Linked DNA regions of Mus musculus: regions 2 and 3 are each linked to region 1. The links are chromatin contacts, called in public promoter capture Hi-C maps. All regions are on one chromosome and are shown on one strand. The core of a region is the stretch at or near the end of the contact, and the rest is flanking DNA. Distances in the headings are between cores, read along the strand shown. Region 1 holds the start of Rarres1 (retinoic acid receptor responder (tazarotene induced) 1). Region 2 overlaps Iqschfp (Iqcj and Schip1 fusion protein). Region 3 holds the start of Smc4 (structural maintenance of chromosomes 4).

Region 1 (4,039 bases), core at 516-3,015:
TACAGATGCTGAACAGCACCCAAGCTCCTGCTGACACGAAAGGAGTGAGCTCTCCTTCAGATGTTGAGAGCTAGCTGCTTTTGTAAGGATGCCAAGGGGTAGCTGAAAAAGCCCAGAAATGCTAGGTATTTTAGGAGTTTAAAAAAAAATGACATTTATTATGTGTGTGCATGCATGCTGTAGCAGGCACGTGGAAGTCAAAGGACAACTTGGGGGAGTCAGGTCTCTTCATCCACCTCCTGGTCAGAGGATCAAACTCACAAGCTTGCCAGCAGGCACCTTTACCCAACGACTGTCTCACTAGTTCTATTTTATGATTTTTTTAAAAATCATATTGGATTGAAAGAAAATAATCCCTGGTATTTGAAAATTGGTGAACTTTGTCCGTCTGGGTTTGTTTGTTTGTTTGTCTGTTTGTTTTAATAGAGAATTCTCCCCCCCCCCACCCCCCAATAACGAGGGAGGTTGTCATCAGGGCTCCTCTTTCCTCAAAGAAGAGGACAAGATCTTAAGTTGTGACTTCATTTCTCCGGTGAACTAGTAAAGGCTGGATGGAGCCTGGAGTAGAGACTGTCCCTGAGACAGTAAAGATTGTTTTGCTGTTGCTGTTTATTTAACACTCACAGTAGTTTGCCTTTTTCTAGAAATAAGGAAATAAGGCTGAGAGTTACGAAGGTGATTCACATCATCTGATGCTACACGGAGGATGGTCTTTATCATCACACCAATTTAAATCTTATGCTCCACTCTACAGAAGATGCAAGGCTGCGGATCTGTGGCTTTGTGGAACACCCCGGGAGCCTCATTGCCTCGGGATTCCGCAGTTGTGTAACTTTAAAAATCTGTTTAATGAAGAGAGCAACACATCTACAGCCACTGTCCGGAAATCAGCAAGCGATCTAGGAGCTGAAAAGTTTCGATCGCCCTTTCAGTTATGCAGAAGACGGCGGCCCTGTCACTCCCTAGTTAGATTAAGAAGATACCAGAACTGAATGGTCCCTGGTCAGACCCCTGAGTAACCTTTACCACTTTATCCCGAAGCCTTGCACTGGTGGCCTGCCATGAACAACGAAACTCTAGAAACGTGTCTGCGATGTAGAGAGCTGGCTTAGCTTTTGTACACACACACCTCCCCTACTTTGGTAGGAGCCATAGAGTCTAAGCCATGAGTAGACTGGGTACACAGTGCGCATGCCAACACCCACACTGGGTACCCCGACCAGGGGCTGTTATTCATGGGACCTTTTTTCTTAGGTTCTCAAACACGCTAAGTATTTCTGGCCTCAGAAATACCGGAAAGGCAGAGGCAGCGTTGGAGGGCTCCGCGCCTCTCGCGCGACACAAGCTCAGGCTGGGAACGCTGCGGTCCCCGAGCGTGTCCCGCCGCGTCGCGGCTCACTCACCCACGCGCGGCCCTCCTGCACGGTGGCCAGCACCCGTAGCGCGCTGGGCGAGCCCGCGCGGAAGTTGAAGAAGTGCAGCGCAGCGCGCGCCGCCAGCTGCAGGATCCCGCGTGGCAGCCCCACGGCCGCGGGCTGCCGGGGGACTTCGGTGTATTCCAGGTCCGCGGGCTCAGTGACAGCAGCGGCCAGTGCGAGGCTCGGCAGCAGCCAGAGGCTCAGCAACAGCGCTGGCATCGGGGGTTGACGGGGCTGCATGGACACGGGCGGCAGGGGCCCACGGGGCTGCGTGGATGGGGAAAGCTGGCGCTGAGCTCCCTGGACCCGGTTCGCAGTGCTCACGGAAATAGGCCACGGCGGCCACTCCCCTCCGCCCCCGGGTCGCCGCCCTTCCTCGCCTCCCTGTCCAAGCAGAAGGACCAGAAGGCGCCTCCGGGAGAGCGGGTCATGTCCCATGTCCCCATGACGCGGTGAGAGGGGACATGGGACAGTGGGGCGCCTCCTTGAGGGCACACTCCGACTCCAACTCTGGGAACTTAGCTTGTCGCCTGCGGCTGCTGCAATTTCACAACCCTCAGGTCTTAGAACCCACTCCAAAGGTTAGTTGAGGTGAAAGAGGAGACGGGTGGTGACAGGGACCAGTGGCCTTGGCCTTGATGGGGAATTTGAGAAGAGGCAGCTGGAAACAGGGAAAGTGTGCAGAGGGCGGGAGCAGGTAGTGAGCACCTGCAGGCCAGGTAGGGAGGAGGGGCGGTGGGCGACCGGACAGAGGTTTTGAGAATCAAGTAAATTAATTAATACTGGAGAGGGGCCTTGGGTTGAAGCCAGATTCCAGTGGCGTGAGGTGTGGAATCAACGCGTCACTGAAGGCAAGAGGTGGCTACTATTTTCTAAACCACAGGTAAGAGAAAGCCCTTTAGGGACCTGTGAGGTGGCTCAGTGAGTAAAGGTGCTAGCCACCAAGCCCGATGACTGGAGTCTTGCCAGGACCAATGTAGTGAACAGAGAGAACATACTCAAGCAAGTTGTCCTACGACCACCACCCACCCACCTACCTACGTACAACATAACAAATTAAATAATAAATGAAATGAAATGTAAGAGAGACAGAACAACCGGAGATACCCAGGGGTCTAGCCCACCTCATCAGCAGCAGTCGCTATCCTGAAGGACCAAAGAATGATTGAGACCCATTTGTTAACTACTGCTTGTGAAGCTGGGAGACACCTGTGGAACAAAGGGAGCAGTTGGCTGGGTATCTTTCCTGCCATCCCAGCCTGCAGCCTACTGCCTGCCATCTGCCTTAGACTCCAGTGCTCAAAGACGGGATTCTGGAAGGAGCCATCCTATGATCACCAAGCCATAGGCCTGTGGACAAAGAGAAACTGTCTAAACGATACTCCCCCCTGTTGCCCATCTGTGGACTGTCTTTCCTTCTGCAGATTTACGAAACACCTGGGTCATGGGGAGATGAGGATGAGCAACCAGATAAACATCTGGAGCACACCTACAGTCGATGAGCCAAGGGAACGTGTCCTGTGCTGTTTGCAATAGCATGCTCTGCAGAAAATTGAGGAGGGAGCCAGAAGCCTTAAGATGGTGACTTAACCCAGGTCAGGGCTGGCAGTCATATCAAGAGGGGACAGCAGAATCATTGGGGTAGGTGGAGTATTTCAAAAAGGCCCACATATCCTTTGTTTCCATTTTCTTTCCCTCTCTCACCCTGCCCCTGGACTAACCATGGTCAGTACCCATATGGTCACTTAGGAAGCAAAGTGGACATCAGCTGTCAGAAAACATGTGCTTCCTAGTGTACATAAGAGGCCAGGATACCTGTTCCCACTCCTGCCACAAATGCCAATGAGCAGAGATGGGTTGAATATTATGTTGCACTTTGTATAGAAAGGCAGGCAACCAGAGAAGGCAGTGGATAGACATCCTTAGGAAAAGCTGCCTTCCATCTCACCGAGCCAGGAGGAGGAGAACAAGGCAGACAATTATCCTGGAGCTGCCATGCCCCTCTGCTCACAGGGACAGTCACATCTTTGAGATTAGAGATGCCTGCCCCCCCCCCCCCCCCCATCATCTTCCCTGAAAGCTTCTCTCATTCTGTAAACATCTAGGCTCAGGAACTTTCCTGGAATATGCAGTGTAGTTGGTGTCTTCTGGAGTCAACCCTCCATTTGTCTAGGGCTGAACTCGGGACAAGTAAACTGGTTCACAGTGTGCATGTACTAAGCTGTTAACATGTACATGCAGATTCTTTTTTGACGTTCACAATTCACTTTGAATTCAAAAGTGTCCCTAGCCATATCGCCTGTCAAGACTTCCCAGTGCCTGCTACATAGTTATGAATGTACCGAATACCTCTGGAAGAACCAACCAGAAACAGTGGTTGCTTTTGGATCATGGAAGTGAGTGGGCTTACAATGTTGGTCTTTTGACCTGAGATAGCACCCCCAGGTTATCCAGAGCCTGGAGCCCCTGCTTGGAGCCCAGATACTTAGGTTGAGCTGAATCTCCCCCACTTGTGCTTGGGTGGCACCTCCTGCCCTACTGGGTGATTGTGAGGTTCGAGTGTGCTCATATCTACATGTATGTGCCGAGGTGAAAGTAATGGCTATTTGAAATTGCTATCA
Region 2 (4,540 bases), core at 717-3,216, 1.0 Mb after region 1:
TTTAGGTCATCAGGATTGGCAGTAAGCACCTTGAGTCCCCAGGAACCTTCTTAGAAGGCCTAAATGTCGTCATCATTGTTGTTGTTTAAAAAAAGATGTATTTAATGTGTGTGAGTGCTTTGCTTTCACTGTATTTGTGCACTATGTTCAGGCATGGTGCAGAAGGCGGTCAGAAAAGATGTGAGGGAGAGCTGAAAGCCACTGTATGGGCACTGGGAGCCGTACCCTGTCCTCTGGAAGAGCAGCCAGTGCTCTTGGCCACCACACCTACCCTCGATCCTTCTTAGAAATGGTTTTTTATCTGCAGTTGATCCACAGATGCCATCTTCAGTGCTGTGGAGAGCTGGCTGTGTTAGCGATCGATCCCTTTGGTCCCTTACTGATTCTCTGCTGAGTTCCAAAGCAAACCGTCTTTGCACATGAAGGAAATGCCTAGGCCTTTGAGCTCTGAGGGCCTGACACTGCTTCGGGCTGATAAGCAATGGGCATCAGAAGACAACTGGAGTGCAGGCCTGTCCTCCACCCTCTCGGCTTTCCAGGCACAGTGGCAGGAGCTCCCTGCTCTTGTAAAACAAGAGGATATAATTTTGATCAACACTTTAAAAAAAAACCACGTCTACTGACGAGCACATGGGAAGGAAGATGAACCAGCAATGATACGTTCTGCACAGCAACTGTAAAGGAGAGAAGCCTTGAGTATATATAACGTCCTCCTCCCCAGTCAGGAGCTGGGTCCATGGCCTTTAAGTCATCCTGCAGAGTTTTGGTGTCCCCCCAGTACAGGTTGGTCTGGCATGAAACTTGCAGCTTTTGAACATACAACTCAGTTGCTTTCCCACTTGAAACGCTTTGTCCCCTCAGTGTGTTATGTAAGTTGCCACTAAATGCAAATATGAAAAAAATCCATATTCAACCTGGCTTCACAGAGAAGAGATTTGGCTTTTAAACAGCTAGGACGTTCTTTAGAAAACGCTTCTGGGTATATGGCTGAAGCTCAAGGGAAGAAAGCCGTTCCACAAAGCTCTGGGTTCTATTTCCAGCATGGGATGCACACACACACACACACACACACACACACACACACACCCCTGCACACACTCATACCTGCACACACACATGATTTAGAATGTGTTTTCTTCTTTTACTTAATAGAATTTTTCTCAGAACTGTATCATTTTTATTAAAGCCCCTGCTGTGTTTCTTGCAGTCAGCTTCATTTTATAGCTATCCCACATTGCCACACCTGGTTGTTGCCAGAGTATGGATCATATGACTCCAGAGTAAGTTTCTTATCTAATTGGAAGAAAAGATGGGTAGGGGGACTTCCAGGAACTCTGTCAGAAGAATCAGTTGTCCTTAGCAAATTTCCTTGCCTCTCCCCATTCAATCTTCTAGTTTATTTCAATTATTTAAGTTTGTATGTGTGTATACAAATGTGTGAATGCAGGTGCCTGTCCTGCGGGGTCCAGAAGCTGTTAGATTTCCCCTCCCCCAATCTTTATGGGTGCTTGTGAGTACTGAGAACTGAATAGTCCTCCTTACAAGACCAGTGCTGGTTTTTAGTTGCCTGCTGAGCCACCTCTTCAGTCCCCGCCCCTACCCTCATTCCCACCTCCATCCCATTTTATCTCTTGGCTCTCACTGCCCAAATAAGGTCATATTTCTTTGAACTGGCAGCCTGGGCTATGCTGTGGGAGGTATTATGTAAATTAGCTTGGGCTGCAGCACAAACTCCAGCATCAGATCATCGTCTCAGAGCACCCAGGCTTTGCAGGAGGACGTCAGGCACCCAAATGAAAGTTAAAGTTACTGCTAAGAGGAGGGCCTGTATATGGAAGGGGCTACAATAGTAATTAGACTCGGGCTGCTGTGGGCATCTCTCCAGCAACGCCCTGAGCACCGGGCCCCGCCCTAGGTGCCAGGGCTCCTGGTTTCACTCACAACTTTTGGGAATCTGCTGACCCCTAGTGTCTTCAATAAAGCATTGACTGTAAAATCTAAAGACTCACTTCCCACCTCCTCCCTCACAGAAGCAGCCCCAGAGCTATGCTATTCACAGAAGAGGGTGGTTGTGAGCCAAATAAACCATGAGTTTAATGAGAAGCCTTCTGATCCACTTTAAGACACAGCACCCGGGGGGATGGTGAGATGGTTCAGCAGGTAAGACCACCGACTGCTCTTCCGAAGGTCCTGAGTTCAAATCCCAGCAACCACATGATGGCTCACAACCATCCGTAAGGAGATCTGACACCCTCTTCTTGAGTGTCTGAATACAGCTACAGCGTACTTACATATAATAAATGAATTAATTTTTTTTAAAAAATAACACAGCACACAGACTCCCATGTGGTGGCTTCCTACCTGTGAATCTAACACATAACAGGTTAAGGCGGGGTTTCTGTGACTTTGAGGCCAGCCTGAACTACTGGTGAGTTTTAGGGCCAGCCTGGGGTATAAAGTGAGATTTCCCCATCTCAAAAACAAAAGGCTAAGCAAACATGCTGGGGCTTTCCTGACCATTACTCTAAGAACTTTATGCAAACCTGGTCCAGATCTGGTCATCTCTGTTAATCATGTCCAAGTGGGTCTCTTCCCAGGACGCAGGATATCCTTTTGGAGGTAGGGCGTAGGTATGTGATGAAGACCTACACTCTTAGTGGATAGTGCCTGGGTAGATGAAGACCACCACTATTATTCCAGCATTGAAGAGGCAGATGCAGGAGGAGCTCAAGTAGGAAGCCCGGCTGGGCTGCATATAGCAAGTTCCCCACCAGCCTGACTGTAGGGAAACGGTTTAAAATAAAATAAGTAATTAAATAAATAAAGGTAGATTGATAGATAGGCAGGCAAACACATAAATAAGACACTGTGATAAAGTGAGCAGTCAATTGTGTTTGTAAACTGTATGGTATACAAAGTATTCCAGTATCCCAGAAGATACACCTGAGTGGCTGTTTGGTGCTGTGGGCTAGCTACAGTGTGCCCACACTGGTGCTGTGGGCTCACTGTGTGGGTTTTTATTACACTGTATCAGCTTGTGCTGCCACTGGGAGCCAGACCTGAGCCGCTGGTGAAGATGTGTTACCTCCAGCCTTCCTCTGGCCTGTGTGCTTGGAGGCACAAGACTTCCCCTGCTTTCCCGGATTTGAGTTGTAGGGGGCAGGGGGAAGACAGAGACAAGAAGATGACACCCAAGGGGGAAAAAAAATAGAGAATCTGTCTTTGATTTGTTTTGCTTGTAGCCAATTTCTAAGGCACGTGTGAAATGAGGCAGCTCTCCAGCTAGGAGGAATTCTGCACAAAGCAGGGGTTAGAAATGAACAGCTATGATCTTTGGAGGGCACTGAAGGACAGATAGAATCTCTCAATCTGGGAACTGAGGAATGTTCTGGAAAACAGGCAGGTGTTTGCCAGCTGGTTGGTTTTAGCAAGCAGAGCCACTGTTGCTGCTAACCAAGTGTCACACCGCTCGCTGCCCAGCGGCCAATGCATCCACTGCTGGGATGGCCTCGTCCAGCCCTTGCTGCCTCTTCCCACAGTGGAGGAGAGCGCCCACAGATGAGCTGCAGCCTCAGTGGCTAAGTGAGGCCCTGGGAGGAAGCTAAGCTATGGCTGTGTGCAGTGACTGGAACAGCCGAGCAGACGTCAGCATGTCTTGTGCCTGTCACTAGATTAGACACACCAAGTGAGTTTGCCACTATGAAGCCTTTGATGTAGATGGTAGACATTAGGTATTTGTTCTGCCTTTCCATGGACAACCTTGGAGTTCATCTTTGTGACACATAGATTTCTTGCAGACATGGGAACTGGGACTGTATTCAGTCAATGCTAAGTGGGAGCTGTAAAAAGCCAAGACACTTGCAGAGCATTTAAAAGTTGTGGACTCTGTGTGTGTGTGTGTGTGTGTGTGTGTGCAGGGAGGGAGGGATGGAGGGAAAGAGGGAGGAGAGAGAGAGCGCACTGCACAGGCTTTGGGGTTCAGCTTTCTTTCTACTAGTGGATCTTGGGGATGGAACTCAGGTCATCACTCTTGGCAGCAAGCCCCTTTACCTGCTGAGCTGTCTTACCAGCCCTGACTATATCTCATTATAGGCTCATATTTGTATTCATCTCCCCCTGCCCCGATGCCATTTCTCCCTGTCCCCTCCCTCTGCCTTCTATGGATGATCTGAGTTTGCATCTGCATTTGTCCTGTGTCCCAGTACGTGGAGAGGTTAGCATGCTTTTCTAAGTGCTGTCTATGGTTCTGTGGAAGAACCAACCACCAGGAAGATTACAACAATATGAGGGGTTTTTAAAAAGGATTTTTAGAATGTTGTTCTTTGTATGCTTCTGTCTTTATCGTTTTCCTGGTTTGTTGTTGTCGGTTTTTTTGGGGTTTTGTTTGTTTGCTTGTTTGCCTGGGGGGTTGGCTTTTTGTTTTGTTTTGTTTTTTGTAGATTGGGTTTTTTTTCCTCCCCCTCCTCCAAATTAGTGTGTGTTTGTATCTATGTTGAGTGGATGATCTCTAATTAGGAGTTCCCTGGAGAAGCGTAATCAG
Region 3 (3,951 bases), core at 1,293-3,792, 1.5 Mb after region 1:
GTGTTTAATATCGATCTATCTAAACCTATGACTGATTTCTTTTCCCTGTAACAACATAACCCATTTCAGTTGTTAAGAAGTCTTCCTTTTTTTTTTTTTAAAAAACACTCTCACTCTATAGCACTGGCTCCAACTCAACACATAGCCCAGGTATTCTAAATGCATGGCAAACTTCCTGCCTCATCTCCCAAGCTACACCCAGCCTGTAGCTATATTCTTAATTTGCCTTTCAAGATCCTTCCTAAATTACTCTTCCTCAAATGCCATCACATAGTAATATCAAATACTTATGTATACTAGATGAACAAACACTGCTCTGAGATAGACATTATCTGTTGATTTTTAACATTCCCAGAGACACTTGATGAGTAAACTGCCCAATTCTACATCCAAAGAAATAATAGGATTTAGGGTTGTTTTCTAACTTTTAATGTGTATACTGCATGCACGTATGTGTGTGCCGAGCACCACCATTGTGCAGAAAAGGGCGTCAGGTCCCCTGGACTGGAGTTACAGGCAGGTATAAACTCTCAGTATAGGTGCTGGGGACCAAATCCAGGTCTGCGAGAGCAGCAGTGGTCCTCACTGCTGAGCCGTCTCTCCAGCCTTCCTGCTTCCTACTTATAGCTTTCTAGTAAGTTCTGCTCTGACTAGCATATACACCTTCCCATATGGTCTATTCTACCTTTTTCTTACATTTACTTTACATGTATGAGTGTCTTCTCTGCATGATGTGGTTCACATGCATGTCTCTCTCCAGGCCAGAAGAGGGCACCGAATCCCTGGAACTGGAGTTACAGACGGTTCTGAGAGCCATGTTGGTGCTAGGAACAGAACCTGGGTCCTCTGCAAGAGCAGTAAGTGCTTCTAACACCACACATCTCCCCTGGCCCAGTCTACTTCTTTCATAGCAGGTATCTCTTCCGCTCAGCTTTGTTGTATTTTAGAACCTCTGAAAATACAAAATACTCCAGAAGCCCCTAAAAAGAATCCCTTTATCCTCTTGGTACTCCTACTAGTCCTCCATACCCCCCCCAAAAAATATTCATTGAGCTTCATGGTGACATTTATTTTATGAAGACAATTTATTTTCAACTAGAAATATAAAGGTACATTATTATATTAGCAAACGTTTATTCAAACCACACCAATCTCCAAACTCCTCCAGACTCCCACACTTGTAGTCCTCTCCAGCACTTCCTGAGAATCACTGAATCTAAGTGTTAGGCATCTCAAAGCCATAATATATTTTAGAACAATGTAAATTCATTCATTAAAGGTTGGTGGGCTGGAGAGATGGCTCAGTAGTGGTTAAGAGCACTGACTGCTCTTCTCTGAAGGTCCTGAGTTCAAATCCCAGCAACCACATGGTAGCTCACAACCATCTGTAATGAGATCTGACACCCTTTTCTGGTGCACCTGAAGACAGCTATAGTATACTTAGATTATAATAATAAATAAATCTTTTTTTTTAAAAAAAAAAGGTTTATTGGTGCTCTAAAATGCCAAACCCTAAATAGGTTGAGGAAAAAAAAAGAGAAAGGCTAACAGCTCTCAATTTAAAAGTTGCTGTATAAATACTTACTGGGGGCAGCGAAATTAATCAGCGGTTCTTTAACATTGGGGAGGATGAGTGATACAGACCGTTTTTCAAAATTATAGGGTCACTAAACATTCAGGAAAACAATGCCAAAACACACAAAACTTGGTATACAATTTTCGGAGAGTCAGAAACTCTGTCCCAACCATCATTATCCTCAAACTCAGGTTAAAAGCCCATTAAGGAAACTAAACCGCTCGGGATTAGGAATTGCCGCATCCATTTAACAACCCTTGCTATTCCTTTCACTGTGTAACAAAGACAAATGCTACTTATGAACTAATTCCCCCATAACGGTAACTAGTTATCACCAGCGAATCCTTTCTCCCACTAGGAGCCCTGCTGGCCAAATGGTTATTTAAACTCAACACCTTTCAGTAGTGTCACTTACACAAAATAGTTCAAAAATCATTGTTATTCATAAATGGACTACAAGGTTAACTCAATAATCCCGGTTTCCTCGCTTTACCTGTAAACTCCACATCCCAAGATCAACACCCTGGTGGCTGGAAGAAGATGGAAAATAACTGATGCTCCCGCAAAGCTCATCCCATCTAACCAAGAGAAGCTAGGTCTTAATGACCGCTACCGCTTCCAAGCCCTTTCTTCAAAGGCTCTGGAGATGAAGAAATTTACCTCAAGTTCCAGGAAAGCGGTGGCGACTGCTCTCAGAGCTCGAACTAGTTACCAAATAGCCTCCCGACCTTTCCGTCACCATAGTGATTTCTAAGCGCTGCGAGCGTTTCCCCCTGCCATGTTCCCGCGATACTTGCTAGGTGCCAGTCACCCGAGCGGGCTCTTGACCCCGCCCCTAACCGAGCCCGCCCTCTCCCTGGAAGGTGTTATTGGGCAACTTGGACCCGCCTACAATTGTAGGCGGGACCCTGCTTGTTTTGTTTTGTTTTTTTTCCTTCTTTTTCAAATTCCTCCAGTTTTTCAAATGCTGTCGTTCTAGAAGTGCGAAACTCTCATTTCTGTTAAAGTCCACAGAAAGGACGTAGCCCTGCTTGCTCTCCCTTCCCAGTCGTAACTTGGCCCTCGGCGCCACGGTCCCTGGGGTAGAGCCCGCGCATGCGCCCGAACGGCCCGAAGATGGCGGTGGGACTCGCCGCACTTTTTTTCAAATTCGCGGGTCCCAGAAACCCTTGCGCGCGTTTGTAACGAATTTCCGTTCGAGTTTGGATTTTAGGCGCCATTTTCGAGTGAAGGACCCGGAGCCGAGACACCGGGAGGAGCGAGGCGGGGGGTCGGCCGTGCCACCATTTCAGCCCGGCTCGGAGTGGACCCGCCGACAGGTGAAGTCCTTCTCTTCTAGATCAGGTTGTCACACTTTCTCCTCCCTGCCCCGCGGGCGCCCGCAACCCCAAGGCCTGGAGCTGGAGCGGCGGAGGCGGCTCGGCGAGCTCCCGTGCCTGTCACCCCTCCCCCTCGGCGGCCGGGCGGCGGCTCCGGCGCCTCTTCCTGGGGGAGGCAGCGAGCCTGGCTCGGCCAGAGCGTCCCCTCCCCCAGGCCGATCCGTCCTGTCTCCTAAGGGGACTGCAGCCCCACTCAGAGCCTCTCCTGGGCACTTGGCATGGCTTACACTGTCGTCCATCGGGACTCCGCCCCGGACCCGGGAGGGTTAGACCCCCTACTATCCCGGAAAGTGACCCAACCCAAGCAGACGCTGCCAGAGTCCAGTTCAGCAGTGTGTGGCGGGTGACTCCGGCTTCGGCCATCCTCTCCGCTGGGGCGATGAGGAAAAGAGACCTGGACTTCTCCGAGGGCCGTCCGGGCGTCAGGACCTAAATGGCGGGGAGAAGGGAGGGGGTTGACAAGTCGCCCGGGCAGGCAGGCGCTGCTGCTCTGGAGAGTAGCCACGCAGCCCCGAAGCTGGACGAACTTGTCTCTCTCTCTCTCTCCCACTCTGTACCTCTCTCCCTCCCTCCCCGATTCCGAGCACATTCACTCCCCAGCCCCGACGGGAGGAGACTTGTCAGCAGACGTCCTTCTCTTATGAGATGGTTCCACAGGGGCGGGGGTGGCCTGAGCGAATTCCTCCGTCCTGGGCGCGATGGCAGGCGCGGCTATGTTTCCCCACGTAGCTGGGGCGTGGGAAAACCCGTCCCGCCCGGTTGCCACTGCTGGGTTCCTAGTAGCCACTTTCCTAGGGACCCGCTACTGGCTAGCGGCGTTGGGGAACGCGGTGGCGGGGTGGGTCCTGGGCGGAGCCCGTCCTGCTGCTGCGGGGCCTGAGCGGCGAGCTGCGGGCCGACCTGACTCGGGACTCTTCTGCCGCAGCCACCATGCGGCGTAAGGGCACCAAGCCCTCCACTGCCTGCCACCAGGAGGAAGGGCCGCCGCCCTCCCAG

Evidence for each region. Promoter capture Hi-C pulls out the DNA fragments that hold promoters and counts their contacts.
Region 2: a contact with region 1 is called in a promoter capture Hi-C map of hippocampal neurons, with 2.3 times the contacts expected there. The contact joins the enhancer-like site here to the promoter of Rarres1 in region 1. A contact is called at or near these places in 3 of 39 promoter capture datasets (cranial neural crest, hippocampal neurons and maxillary cranial neural crest), 7 of 484 Hi-C or Micro-C datasets (the N1E-115 cell line, cerebellar granule neurons, cerebellum and 3 more), 3 of 115 datasets of contacts at active chromatin or transcription factors (all in embryonic stem cells) and 1 of 9 other capture datasets (embryonic stem cells).
Region 3: a contact with region 1 is called in a promoter capture Hi-C map of hippocampal neurons, with 3 times the contacts expected there. The contact joins the promoter of Smc4 here to the promoter of Rarres1 in region 1. A contact is called at or near these places in 2 of 39 promoter capture datasets (hippocampal neurons and liver).

Annotation. Positions count from the first base shown.
Region 1 is chr3:67,513,758-67,517,796 of GRCm38.p6, forward strand. It overlaps Rarres1 (retinoic acid receptor responder (tazarotene induced) 1), which reads right to left and starts at 1,766. Exons shown (of 6, transcript NM_001164763.1): 1 at 1,404-1,766. The coding sequence starts at 1,658. It overlaps Gm40067 (a long non-coding RNA gene), which reads left to right and starts at 1,492. Exons shown (of 3, transcript XR_001783859.2): 1 at 1,492-1,999.
Region 2 is chr3:68,541,410-68,545,949 of GRCm38.p6, forward strand. All of the region lies in intron 5 of Iqschfp (Iqcj and Schip1 fusion protein), which reads left to right. All of the region lies in intron 2 of Schip1 (schwannomin interacting protein 1), which reads left to right. Among named protein-coding and RNA genes, the nearest start is that of Gm22073, 4.0 kb to the right of the region's middle. Within about 2 kb of position 1,967, at least 114 of the 459 cell types and tissues checked have an H3K27ac peak or open chromatin away from gene starts, as enhancers often do. A contact at or near this core is called in the N1E-115 cell line, cerebellar granule neurons, cortical neurons and 2 more, where this site is marked.
Region 3 is chr3:69,002,196-69,006,146 of GRCm38.p6, forward strand. Smc4 (structural maintenance of chromosomes 4) reads left to right here and starts at 2,543. Exons shown (of 24, transcript NM_133786.4): 1 at 2,543-2,895; 2 at 3,881-3,951. The coding sequence starts at 3,886. It overlaps Ift80 (intraflagellar transport 80), which reads right to left and starts at 2,375. Exons shown (of 20, transcript NM_026641.2): 1 at 2,237-2,375.